2 separate regions of the Lactuca sativa genome follow, and region 2 is linked to region 1. A link is a contact called in public Hi-C data. All regions are on one chromosome and are shown on one strand. The core of a region is the stretch at or near the end of the contact, and the rest is flanking DNA. Distances in the headings are between cores, read along the strand shown. Region 1 holds the start of LOC111914267. Region 2 holds the start of LOC111914266 (putative HVA22-like protein g).

Region 1 (2,700 bases), core at 93-2,592:
ATATATATATATATATATATATATATATATATATATATATATATATATATATATATATATATATATATATATATATATATATATATATATATATATATTGTTTATATCGTGTGCAACAGAAGTATAATAACAAATTCTTGATGTAGTGGTCAATTTCTATATATCTATCCAAAGAATTCTTTATATATATATATATATATATATATATATATATATATATATATATATATATATATATATATATATATATATATATATATATATATATATATATAAAAGTTTCTTAAGGAAAAAAAATACAAAGACATAGTCATTTCAAATGCTTATGAATATACTGTTAAGAGAATTAACAAAATTATTGACAAAATATATTCATTTAGCCATATAATTTTATACTGCGCAATGCGTAATTATACGTCTAGTTGTGTCATAATATAATAATATGAAAGGACTGGTAAGTAAGTTTGTGAATGGTGGTTAAAACATGAACTTATATGATAAGTCATTAGACATTTTAATCCTAAACAAAATATTAAAAAAAAATGTTGTTGTAGAACAAAATTACACATTCAAATTCATCTAGATAATAAGATAATCTAGAAACTATTATTAACCATGGATTATCTAATCAAAATTGAGATGTAAAACAAACAAATCATAACATCGAATTCCTCTTACCGGAATGAAACCGAGATTTGAGAACTTTGAGCATGATTCAACCCTTAAATACAAAAATCATTTATTTCTTTCCGTTAGAACTTTTGTGATAGACAACCTTCGAAGGGGGTGTACCCTTACTTCCATATAGCGATATGTAAGATTTAATTTCCCATTTGATGTCATTTCTCCCTTTTTGGTAGCTCCTTCCTTAGTCCGAGTTTCAATTTCCGATTGATGCGTTCCTTCTTCATTTCTTAATCATCATGTTGACGATATAATATTTGATACTTTGGCGCCTATGGAACTATTTTCTTAAACGTAGAAGATTAATATTATTTCATAATTTGGTTAGTTTGGAAGGCTATAAATGACAATATGTTCATAGGTCGGAGTTTCATGACTACTAATTGTAGATGAGTTTTAGCTAATCTTTACGTTTGGATTAGTCATCATGGCAAATAGTTTAGCCTAAATCAGAATACTTAGTGTTGTCTTTGTCTATTTCTTTTTCGATGATGTATTTTTTTTTCAAACACTTTACTAGTTTAATAATAACTTCTAATCGTTCCAAAAAACAATTATTTCCATAAACCCTTAAAACATTGAAACTAAAATAATGGAAAAGTAATTTTGGAAAATAAATAAAATACTAAAATAAAGAGGGCTAAAATAATAAATTTCACCAACCCTTTTTCCCTCCTCAAATTTACCTCAGATCCACTCCTCATTAAAAGAAGCAAAACGCCTTTCAAAAGCATCTCTCTTTCTTCCATGAACGTTTTCCTGCAACAACTCTAGTACCCGCCTCCTCCTTTCATGGCGGTTCTTACGCCTACACCTTCTGAAACCCACAAGGTACAACCCACAAAGCGTAGAAGACAACATCACCCACAAAACCCTAAACTCAAACACCAACACTCATCATCACCATCATCATCATCATCTTCATCATCATGGGACCAAATCAAGAATCTGTTGAAATGCAAACAGATGGATGTTTCCGGGTCGGATCAGAAGATCCAACAAGACGCATCAAGGAACACCAATGGGTACTCGAAGTTGAGTTCTTGTGGCTCCATATGCAGTTTCAAGGATGTTGCTAATGGGAATACGAGGGTTGTTCATAGGGCGGATAACTCGCCGGAAAGTAGCAGCGTTGGTCAGGAATCCGGCTTACTCCGAAGGAAGAAACACCTTAGTAATGGTGCTTCTTCTTCTTCTTCTACTAGGTCTGTAACTGGTTCAGTTAGATCCAATGGTCAAGGTGGTTACACGTCATCTTCCAGAGGCATGCAATTGAGGAAGCTTTCTGGGTGCTATGAATGTCATGCCATTGTTGATCCTGCAAGGTCACTCTCACTTCTTTCTTCTTTCATTTTTCATTTTTGTTTCTTCTACGACATTAATGTGTTATTTATTATTTTCATAATTTCATTATACAATATATTAATAAATATCTCCGAAAAATATAAACACTAAAAGACAAATCAGAATAGGTTAATGTTTTAGTTTTCTCATATCAGAAAAGAAAAATGTAAAATATTTTCTATAGATCCGTAGCTCATTCGTTCTAGAAATACAGAAACTAAACAAGTTTGTGTGCTTATTTTTTTAAAAAATGATAATTAAAATGATGGATGGTGTTTAACATTGAAGTAGCTTATTGACCCTATTTACTTAAAATGTCATACTTTTAATACAGTATAAATAACTTTGACATTTGTTTTGACCATGCAGACAAGCAATTCCAAGAAGTACAATTTGTGTATGTTCAGAATGTGGAGAAGTCTTCCCAAAAATGGAAAGCTTGGAGCATCATCAAGCTATTAAGCATGCCGGTATATATTTTATAATCATTTTAATCATAAAATTTTAGTTAACATAATTAAAAAAAGAAAAAAAAAAAGGATTTAGGTTATGTTTGCGAAAAGCTAACTGATAGTTGAGTACTAATTATGTGTCAAAAGTTCATTAAAACCGAGTGTACATGAGTTCGAGTGACACATACCTATATACAATATCATATGTATATTTTTTACC
Region 2 (2,700 bases), core at 82-2,581, 230 kb before region 1:
ATATAAAATGTTTATTGAAGAAAGCTATTCACATTCATCATTTATATAACAATGTGTGTCCGCCTTTATTGTAAAGATATTTGCGGATTCCTTCACTAAAAATAAATTATTTTCCATAAAAAAGAACTATACAAACTCCCTACCCACCCCTATGGGCGCCCGCTACATTGCGCGGGTAACAGCTAGTGTATATATATATATATATATATATATATATATATATATATATATATATATATATATATGGTTGAGTTTAAACAAGACAATGACATTTTGTGAGATATAGGGTTACAATTCTATATACTCATTTTGGAGATTAAAAAATATATTCTAAAATGCAAGATAAATGAAAATTTTCGAAAACTTTTATTTAAATATTATTTTATTCTCTTGCTTATTAAAGAAAACTAAAAAAAATTACCATTTTCTTTACATTATATGAATTTTTTTAGATTGTTAGAATATTATAATATTATATTATATATTTCATTATAAATATTCAAATAGATTTGTTATAATATTCTACTATTCTACTAGAATTATTAGAATATTTTAATAATCTACTAGAATATTATATGTAAAATTCTATTAGAATATTTAAGTATATATATACAAAAAAATATAATGATTTTTTTAGATAAACTGGAAATTTTAATTTTTAAACTCAGATTGACATGTATCGTTTTCATTCATTACTTTAAAATTTAAATTCATTGTAGAAATTAATAAAATTATTTTCGATCAAGTTTTTAGTGGCGGCCATTTACAAAACTATTATCATTCATAAAAGCCTTATTCACATTTCATAATTTTCAAGAACACATGAAAAATCTTCATTTATAAAATCATATATTTGTTTGTATATACTATTATCAACATAAACCAACCGAAGTTATTGTTAGCTAAACAAGTTGATATCGATTATATTTGGTACAATAATAATAACAATTTTTTTATATAAATTATAATTGATACGATACATGGTTTAAAAAAAATACTAATTACTGTATCAATTCGATCACGAGTCCAAGTGAAATGTATTACTATCAGACAAATATTCAAAGTGTTCTTTTATCAAATATAATATGAATCAACAAAATGATAGTAATTTAGATAATTATTATTGATTATCTAAAATAAAAATGATTATTTTGGAATATTTGATAAAAAGTTGTTATATTAATTTTGAGATAAGAAATATATATAAATAAAACTTAATATGGATATTAAAAATATATTTATACAATATTTAATTGGTTGAGCAGATCATTTATTATTATTTCAAATAGAATATTCAAAAAATATATTGCTTAAAAACTGAGCCAAAAGAGGGAGAAAAATGGGATAAATTTCAAACTACGCAAAAATCGTGTACTGTTCTTATCTCTCCTTCATCAAACCTCGCAACCGTTCGCCGTCGCGTAACGGCGGCGGGGCTTTCTTTTGTCCTTCTCGTACGTCTATAGTTTCGAGATCCGTAGCAACACTTCGACCGATATCAGTTACCAGAGTACTGCATTTTGTTATTTTGCTTCCTCAGTTGCATCTACTTAAAGGTAATAACTAAAACTCTCGGTAAATTTTCATTCGTTTGTTCGTACATTACGTCTTTTGAAGGTTCTTAATCATTGTTTCACTGTATGGTGCTATTCGTGATATACTTTGTCGTCAAAGTTTCAGTTGATCGCTATAATTTCTATCGCGACTTGATATATCAATTTCGGATTTCTAGGTTTTTAAACAATGTTACTCTTCTGTTGTTTTTGTTAAGAGTTCTCGATGCTTATACTTTTACCTAGAGATGTAGTTTCGCAATTCAAGTTCAATTTTGAATATTATCATCTCCTAAATGTGGCACCTACGAATCTATGATTGCTTGAATTAGGTTGCAGAGCATCTTTATTGTTATTAATATAAGCTTGCTGCTTCTCATAGAGGTGAGCATCTGCTTCTTGTCTTCCAAATATTTTCCTAAATTGTGTATAGAACAGAAAGTGATTCCAGTCTCTCACAATTATGCTTGTGGTTTTTACATTTGATTGATATAGGTAAGATGAAGAAAGCTTCCAATTCACTTTTCTGTGTTTGTGGCTTTTGTTAACATTCACAGAAATTAGCAATTTGTATGCTTAGATAACAAAATACATGAGCTTTGTCAGTGTGTCACTTTCAGTAGGATATATGCCCTTTTTCCTAGTTTAAGCTTCAGTATTTGAATTTCTAATTATGAATACATTACAATAGAGTAGATATGAAGAAACTTGCACATGTTTCTGTTCTCTTCTCATAGTTGGTGACTGATTCTAATTCACCATTTCCATGTTTCTCCTTTATATTTCTTCTATCATATTCATAGTTTCATACATAATGTGATTTGTGGGAAATGGTAAATGCAATTATTTGAACATTGTGTTCATTGTTTCTAACAGGCTTACAAGATGATTGGATCTTTTCTTACTAGAGGACTTGTGTAAGTTAATCAAAACTTTTTCATTCTTCAATTGTCACAAAATTTCAATTCACTTTCAGTTTCCCTAATGACAAAAACTACTCCAATTAAACACAGAATGGTGTTTGGCTATGCATATCCAGCCTACGAATGCTTCAAATCAGTTGAAAAGAATAAACCTGACATCGATCAACTCCGCTTTTGGTGCCAATACTGGTATTTATTTATTATCATTATCATTATTATTACCA

The links. Hi-C and Micro-C count contacts between places; a contact is called where the count stands out from the background.
Region 2: a Hi-C map of leaf shows a contact between it and region 1, with 9 times the contacts expected there. The contact joins the promoter of LOC111914266 here to the promoter of LOC111914267 in region 1. A contact is called at or near these places in 2 of 4 Hi-C or Micro-C datasets (both in leaf).

The regions. Positions count from the first base shown.
Region 1 is chr8:40,408,113-40,410,812 of Lsat_Salinas_v11, reverse strand. It overlaps LOC111914267, which reads left to right and starts at 1,342. Exons shown (of 3, transcript XM_052766193.1): 1 at 1,342-2,009; 2 at 2,398-2,498. The coding sequence starts at 1,477.
Region 2 is chr8:40,636,440-40,639,139 of Lsat_Salinas_v11, reverse strand. LOC111914266 (putative HVA22-like protein g) reads left to right here and starts at 1,331. Exons shown (of 6, transcript XM_023910042.3): 1 at 1,331-1,556; 2 at 2,430-2,470; 3 at 2,567-2,665. The coding sequence starts at 2,439.